Linked DNA regions of Hordeum vulgare: all the other regions are linked to region 1. Evidence: chromatin contacts called from public Hi-C data. All regions are on one chromosome and are shown on one strand. Each heading gives the region's core, a stretch centred on a gene start, on an enhancer-like site or on the middle of the called end of the contact. The rest is flanking DNA. Distances are from core to core; before and after follow the strand shown. Region 1 holds the start of LOC123425685 (phospholipid-transporting ATPase 2-like). Region 2 holds the start of LOC123429851 (internal alternative NAD(P)H-ubiquinone oxidoreductase A1, mitochondrial-like). Region 3 holds the start of LOC123425680 (secretory carrier-associated membrane protein 1).

What was found. Hi-C and Micro-C count contacts between places; a contact is called where the count stands out from the background.
Region 2: a Hi-C map of seedling shows a contact between it and region 1, with 2.8 times the contacts expected there. The contact joins the promoter of LOC123429851 here to the promoter of LOC123425685 in region 1. A contact is called at or near these places in 2 of 6 Hi-C or Micro-C datasets (leaf and seedling).
Region 3: a contact with region 1 is called in a Hi-C map of seedling, with 3 times the contacts expected there. The contact joins the promoter of LOC123425680 here to the promoter of LOC123425685 in region 1. A contact is called at or near these places in 2 of 6 Hi-C or Micro-C datasets (leaf and seedling).

Annotation. Positions count from the first base shown.
Region 1 is chr2H:164,787,810-164,790,509 of MorexV3_pseudomolecules_assembly, reverse strand. It overlaps LOC123425685 (phospholipid-transporting ATPase 2-like), which reads right to left and starts at 1,370. Exons shown (of 25, transcript XM_045109393.1): 1 at 1,197-1,370; 2 at 490-683; 3 at 138-351. The coding sequence starts at 611.
Region 2 is chr2H:164,515,070-164,517,769 of MorexV3_pseudomolecules_assembly, reverse strand. It overlaps LOC123429851 (internal alternative NAD(P)H-ubiquinone oxidoreductase A1, mitochondrial-like), which reads left to right and starts at 1,361. Exons shown (of 6, transcript XM_045113826.1): 1 at 1,361-1,579; 2 at 1,896-2,700. The coding sequence starts at 1,959.
Region 3 is chr2H:164,442,795-164,445,494 of MorexV3_pseudomolecules_assembly, reverse strand. It overlaps LOC123425680 (secretory carrier-associated membrane protein 1), which reads right to left and starts at 1,416. Exons shown (of 13, transcript XM_045109387.1): 1 at 1,174-1,416; 2 at 811-876; 3 at 603-707; 4 at 419-481; 5 at 106-139. The coding sequence starts at 1,236.

The DNA of each region.
Region 1 (2,700 bases), core at 121-2,620:
CTAAGAATAAACAGGTTCATCCATAGCTCTCGTGTCATGTTCTACCCCTAAAGAAGCATTCACTGGCTACCCAAGTGGCATTTGTAATAATTTTATGCTTACAGTATAACCAAATAAAGTCTCCAAGAAAAACATACATGTTTGCGTGCACCATTCTTTACAATCCACACTTTCTTCTCATTCGCTTGCTTGTCTGAAATGTACCGATTGTAGTCATCCCAGGCCTCTTTGGTTGCCGAAACGGCAAAAATTACTATAAGTGGGCCCCATGTGCTTGCAGGATTTACAGGAGTAATAAGTGACCACAGTTGGAGACATGCTATCAATAAGAAATATTGATTCATGAAACGCCTGAAACACCAAATCAAGCATTAGTTCTACAAAGTACAGGCAACACAACTTCAGTCAGGGCTTCTCCACCAAGAGAGCCAGAAAGGTACTCCCATTTCTGAAGTCAATACAGAATGAATGCTAATAGAAAATACGAACCTGAATTGCTCCCATAGATTCTTGGGCAGGAAGTTCCATAAGGTATACTTTGTGTTAGAAATCTGGTTATCACAGTAATCATTCTGGTAAGATTCGTCATTTATGTAGACAAAGCGCTTCATTGCTAGAAACAACCATGCACTCTATTGTAATTTGTCCCCTTTGATTATCCGCGTGAAATCAGCTGAGCACTCCTGCTACAAAATTAAAGAGCGCCAGCTTAAGAATGACAGCAAAACGGAAGTTCCAAGTGAATCAGCATCGATCTATACAAACTGCCGGCAGTTTATTAGTCAACATCGAGCAAGGGGGAAAGGAATTTTTCTAAGACAGATAGAATTCAGCACAGTTGATTTCAAGCTACCATGGGATCTGTACCTATGACTATGGTGGTTTGCTCAGGCAGCATCCAACTGAGCTAACATTCATTAGTATATGCATTCGATCTGCAAAGCTGAGTAAGCGAGTTACGAATGAAATCATCTACGGCTATGCAGAACCCATCCGTCGATCTGGTCATTTCACAACCACCGCCTAATGTTAAACGAGAGCTTCCCTATCGAAATTCTGAACATCACTGTCCATGTCGGTTTCGTTTCCGATCGCCCGCGCCCGATCTAGTCCTGCGCGTGCGGGCGTAAGGATAGCGCGGGATCGCACGGATCGGCGGAGGTTTAGGGGAGAGAGATGAGGTGGTGATCATATACCGGATGAGCCCAGATCTACGACGAGGTCGGCTGCAACGGCGGCGGACGGCGGCGAAGGCGATGGTGGACGGAGTTGCGGAGGGGTGGAGCAAGGTGGGGAGTAGTATCCCGGGTTAGACGGGGTGGAGCCGTTGAAGCGGGACGCGGTTCGTCTGACGCACCCGGCCCGGTCGGACGAAACGGGTCCGACTTCCGACCCTACAAAAGCCGGGAGAAGACGCCAGGCGCCGCCCCACCGCCCTGCCCCCGCTCCGTTGCTCCCCCTCCGGGCTCCTCCCACCCAGGCCCCCACCTATATCCAGGGCCAGACGCTACCATCCGGCCTACTTTGAAGTCCAAGTTTAACCCATCTGTTGAAAAACCGGTCAGTTTGGGGGCCATAGCCCGTACCTTTTTCTTAAAATCTCAATATGTTAAGCCCAAGCCCTGTCCGGCCCTGCTAGTGGGCTCAAAACTCACGCATAAGTCCGGCCCATGGGCAAGCCCATAGGGCCTAGACCATGGATGTTAGGCCCGGGCCTGGGCGGACCGGGTCGGAGATGGTCAGGTATACTCCCGCCTCACAGCCGGACAAACAGGGTAATTTCTGTTTCTAAGCCACTATCAAATATTCTTGTGTGTTGTAATGGAAAAAAATAAATATTGTAAAGGTTAAATTTAAATGATCAAATATCAAAATCTCTCACATTCAAGTTTTTCACTGCACCTGCAAAATCAAGTTAAAAGGCGAATATCCAATTCAAAACCCGGGATCATCTGCACCCGGTTAGAAAAAATTCAAAAATTCCAATTTTTTTATGCAAGGTAGCAAAATTGGTGCGTGTGGTGGGCTTCAAATTTCACACCATATATACATTCGAGTAGCTCTAGAAAAAAAAGACAAATTGGGTCCAAACAATACAAGAACGGTACACTTTTAACACACCTCAAATTTGTCTTTTTTGGCGAGAGCTACTCGGACGTCCAAATAATTTAAAATTTGGAGCGAACATCACGCATCAAATCTCTACCATGACAAAAAATGGATTTTTTTGAACTTTTTTAGTATTTGTTTTAAAAGGATAGTTGTTTTCATATTGTTGTATACTCCTCACAAATTTTAAAATTTATCTCTTTTATCAATAACCTCTACTATGATATGAGTCGCATCAACAAAAAATTCCACTTAATCATCTGATTAACCTTTTTTAACAAACAATTTATACATGCAAAAGAACAATAAAGAAAGTTGAAAAGTTTACCACCCTCCCAAACAACACCGTAAATATTGTTGTCTCGGGTAGTGAAATAGCAAGAATTACCGTGGAGCAATTGCCCAATTAGCGGAAGGGACAATTGCATCTTTGTCCCTAGTTGGTTCCCATCCCCGGATTTTGCCCTTACTTTTCAGGTATATTCGGTTTTGCCCTTAGTTTTTCTCCTTTGTTTGCTCGAATGCCCTTCTGTTGCGGCTCCGCTTCATCAGCGTCGTTTGACCGTGACGGCTCGGTGTTTTGGACACCGG
Region 2 (2,700 bases), core at 112-2,611, 270 kb after region 1:
TGCCTTCCACCTGCTGCTCCAGCAATCACGGTGTCGTTGCTGTTGTCGCCCCACTTTTCGGATCCGCGTGCACCTCCTTGCTCCATCGCATTTGCATCCCATCTCGCCTTGTCAGACGACCCATGGCGTGGATCAATGTTGGAGGAGCCGTCGTCGTCCTTGTCGCGCATCCACACCATGCTGCGACCCCGCCACCACCACCACGCTCGCGACCACCGCCGCGACCAAAGCGACCACCACCACGCCCGAATCTCCCTTCCCCGCCCCCATCTCCTCGATTGAAGCGGTTGCCTCCATCGCGCCCCGCCATGGACTGCGTCCGCGGAGGCGAAGCAACCACTTGCGCGAACGACCTCTGATCCCCTCCCACTTTTCCTTCCCACCAGCCGAAAGTAGAGGAAAGCCTAGGAGAGCTCCAGAAATGACTGAAAAGGGAGTCGAGATCTAGATCGGAAGTGGATGTGGCGAGGGGCGGTGCGGGGATGGTGGTGGGGGGCGGGGTGAGCGGATAAGTAGTCTCTCCCTCTCTCTCTCCTGTAGCATCGGGGCCCCCAAGTGTCTCGACCGCATCTGCAGGGCGCGTCGTGGGTTTGGGCCCAAGAATCCCCGGGTCGAGCGACCGGGCGGTACATGGGCTCCACGCAAGGAGACGTGCACGCGCCCGATAGTCACTGCCCGCTCGGACGGTGGCGCCGGCGATGAGGATCGCCGCTCGGACCGTGTCGTCGCACCCAGGGAGGGCGACGATGAGATCGCCATCTTCATTTCGAGAACGTCCAAAGAATTTGAACTCCGCCGTGTCCTATAATTATTCCATCTTGAGTATCATATCATGATATCGTATCATATTAAATGATGTGTTACTATGTATCTTACGTGACAATAAATAAACTATCTTATAATACTAACATATGATACTATGTATTACGAATGTGATATTATAGACATGATACTTAGTAGTATATGATACCACCCGTTACAACCAGCCCAAAGCAAAAAGCTACGAGAGATGGGCTTACGGTCATGCAACCATCGATCGATCATAGTTCCTTCCCATTTCCTACAACGATACATCTGGCCAGCTGCGTTCGGGTCAAGACTCGAGACGGCCTGCGTGCACGGGAGCCGAACCGGCCCGCCCGCCGTCCGCGAGTATCTCAGCACGGATGGGGCAGCCGGTACGTGACAGCTAGCGCTGACCGGGTCATAACCAAGCAGGGCATGCATGCAGTGTCGAGGAAGAAAAGGAAAGAAGAATTGATTGCTCAACCGCGGATCCCCACAGCAGAATTAACAGGGGCTTCGTTCGTTTCTTCTTGCTGCGCAAGCCAAGGCTCCGGCAAGTCGGGGGGAAAGTAAATATACTCTCGCTCTCCTCTCCAAGACACACGCGACTCTTTCTCTCCTCCAGATCCTTCCGCTTTCCTTTTCGCTCTTGAGAGAAAACTCCCTTTCCACACGCGCCGATCCGGTGATCGGGACGCGCGCCTTGGCTTCTTCCTCTTCGCCCATGGCGGGCCCTGCGACGACGACCACGACCACGACGTCTCCGCCCTGCTGATTCGATCGCCTTCTCCCGGTAATCCTCCGACTCTTGCCTCGCTGTTTCTCCCTCTCCTTCTTCTAGTGCGTCGGCCGTGCCTTCGCACGGAAGCCGTGACGCACGGGGCTCGGAATCATCAAACGAGGCGGCGGCGGCGGCGGCGGCATGGACTCGCCCTGTTCTAGTAGCTGGTGGTCTCCTTCGCCTTGGGGTTTCCCAGTTCCTCGCCGTTGATCTATATATTCTCTTGCATTTTTGTTATTGGTTTCTATGCATTGCTGTGTATGCTGACTCATGTGCGGGTTGGATGATTTGCTTTGCTCATCCAAGTCTTCTTCCCGAATCTTCGCAGTGACATCTGCAGCAACTCACACGAGATACAGGCGGGTAGAAGCAGCGCGGTACGCACGCTTCGATGCCTTTGTCTAGGATCGCGAGGGGCTCGCAGCTGTCGCAGTCGCTCTCGAGGATCGCGTCCGAGGGCGGCTTGTCCACGCCGGCGGCGTCCGCGCTGCGCAATGCCGCGGCGCTGGGGCAAGGAAGCCGCCACGCTGCGTCGTCGTTCCACAGCCTCGCGTGCGTCGGCCTCGCCGACAAGTGCGGCGCCGGCGCGGTGGCCAATCTCTACGGCCCGAGCAGAGGCATCAGCGCGACGCCCGCGAGGCTGCTCCCCGCGGCAGCAGAGGCCTTGGCGGCGGAGTGCTCCCACACCGACCCCGCTGCGGCGACGGCGGTCTTGCCGGACCTGGGCCCAACGGGCCTCAAGCAGAAGCCCCGCGTCGTGGTGCTCGGCTCCGGGTGGGCGGCCTGCCGGTTCCTCAAGGACGTGGACACCTCGGCCTACGACGTGGTGTGCGTGTCCCCGAGGAACCACATGGTGTTCACGCCGCTGCTGGCGTCGACGTGCGTCGGCACCCTGGAGTTCCGGTCCGTGGTGGAGCCCGTCAGCCGCATCCAGCCGGCGCTCTCCACTCGCCCCGGATCATACTTCTTCCTCGCCAACTGCACCGGCATCGACACGCGCAAGCACGAGGTGTACTGCACGGTGGCGGCCGGCGACGAGCAGCTGCCCGCCAACCCCTACCGCTTCAGGGTGGCCTACGACAAGCTTGTGATCGCCAGCGGCGCCGAGCCGCTCACCTTCAACATCAAGGGCG
Region 3 (2,700 bases), core at 167-2,666, 350 kb after region 1:
CTGTATGATTCTTTCATTTTGCCAAGAGAAAATAGGACAAGAATATTGACAAACTGCTTCTAATGTGTCATCTATGAAAGACAGAAAGATAAGACAAACACTAACCTCGTGCTGCCGCTTCCTCTCTTCTTTTCAATTCCTAGTAAATATAATTAATATGGGGGAATCAGAACCTGATAAAACTTTTGGCTCAGATCAACTATGTAAATAGTGCCAGGAATACTGTGTGCAGATAAAAAACTGAATTTAAAAGATAGCCAACAACGCGAGATGATTGAAATAAACTTCACGAAATTAGTTCACACTGAAGACAGTTATTAACATCAACTAACAAGCCCCAAATATACTCTGCTAATGACTTATCGTAATAGAATAGCCAAATTAAAGAGTAATATAACTGCACAAATATGCATTGTACCTTCTCCCTCTTGTTCAACTCTGCTTCCCTCGCTTGCAGCTCCTTTTCTCTTTTCTTCAGGTCCTGGAGCATTCAGAAAGACGCATTAATTGGAAGCCCTGGGTATCATTGTCCTTCTAGCTGACGTTCTCATAGGCGCATGCATTTTGCAGCTGCAAAGACTAAGCTGCACAACCACACATACCTTTGAAGACTCAAGAGGGATATCCACTGTGGCACTGAAATCTGCAGGTTCCGGGGGAAGGGGCGAAAGCCGGGAATTCGAAGAGGGAGCAACGTTTCTGGGATTCTACATTACAGTTAAAATCAACGGACCGCAGTGGTGAGTAGCCAGCAGTCCAGGGCAAATTTAACCCCAAATTCAATGGTGAGCAGAACAACGAATACCGTACCGGCATGTAGAACGCGCCGCCGCCGCCATAGTTGGACTGGCCGCCAGCTTTGCCTCGCGCTTGTTCCTGCCAAGAAACCACCCACAAAATTTAGTTCGGAGGGCATACAGGAGGGTTTTGGCACCAATGCCTCATCAAAGTGCGAATCCCCCCAGAACAAGCGTTGGTGATGGCGAGATTGGACGAAGAGGGAAACCTATTAGATGAGATCTGCCCCTAGTCAGATCCGAACACAAACGGACGCCTTGCGCCGCCCACGGCAACGAGAAGGAAACTAGATCCGCTGCATCGGGGGCAATGGCGGAACGGGATAAAGGGAGAGATGGCGTGGCGTGGCGTGGCATGGGGGGGTTGGCTCCTTACCGAGAAAGGGTTCACGTCCTCCTCCTCCTCGAAAGGGTTGCCGCCATCGTAGCGGCCCGCCATGTCCCTCCCTCACGCCCCGGCGCGCTTGCTTGCACCACCGACAATGGCGATTGAGAAAGGGGGAGACGATGAGTCCTGGCAGATACAGGAGGGCACGCACGGTTGCACTGCACCGCCCCCCGCCAGTTGGGCCAGATATGTGTGACGGCGACGACTTTGCCACTTGAGCCGCACACGCCGAAACTGCTCGTGGACCGAACTTCGTTTTTTTTAACACACTAGGGCCTCTTTGATTTGTAGGATTTTAAAAACATTGAAATAAAAAAATAAAGGGTTGGAGTGGCATGTCCATTTCAACCCTGTAGAATTAGTAAGGAGTGTTTGATGCCACACGTAAAACAAAGAAATTGTAAAAAAAAAGTTGAAGTGGATGTTATATTTTCTATGAAATGTAGTACGAAAGATTTCATAAAAAAATTCCTATAGGATTCAATCCAATAAATCAAAAGATCAATATAGAAAATATTCCTAAGGATTTTAGTCCTTCAAAAATTCTATAGAATTCCTTTGAATCAAAGGAGCCTTACACAGTCAAGCGCTCATATACACGATCATACACTCATTCTATGAATGCATACACATACATCCTATCACTATAAACACATTTGAGAGACTGAGTTGTCATATCATCTTCAAATTTACGAAATCACAATAGATGCCTCATCGTCAACAAAAATGTGTCCTACCACTGGATGCGCGTCGTCGGAAATCCTGAAATAAATTCAGAAATAAATACGAGCACGAGAACTTGAACCCTCGTGGACTCCGAATACCACGATCCCTCTAACCATTCAACCACATGTTGGTTCGCAACCAAACTTCGGTTTATTTTGGTTCCTCTACGTCACTTTGATGATATTTATTATTATTATTTTGTCAAGCATTATCAACGGTGGAGGACATGCCGACAAGTGTCTCTGTACTTTTCGCTAGCGATCTTAGTGAGCGAGTGTGAGTTATGGAATCATGGGGTTCCGTTTAAAAAAACAAAAAAACGGAGATTTGATACAAAGGTAAGGGCATGTTTGGTTGGAATCCACACCTTTGCATGAAGGCGGCACGCGGCAGCGGCGCTTCCACTTAAACGGGGGGCTTAACCGCTAACCCATGGGCCCCGTTGGCACGTTCTCCTCCCACCTCCCGCCAGAGCAGGGGAGAGGCACAGAAGCCCGGCCGAGCGTGCGCCGGCGCCCGCTTCGGTGGCTCCAGCCACCTTTGGTGCCCGTCCAGCCATCCGGCGGGCTTGGGGCAAAGAGTTGCACCCTCCTCGGGCCATTGCTAACTCGGGATGCGCCAGATTGAGTGCATGATCTGCCATGACGGACCCCGACGATGTCGGCCACGAAATTTGTTCCACCGGCCGCCGAGGGGTGGAATGGGGCACGAGGCACGATTTAGAGGTGGTGGTGATGTTCTGGCGCGGTCTTAGGCAGAGGAGGTCGTCAGGCTTAGAAGAATTTGGGC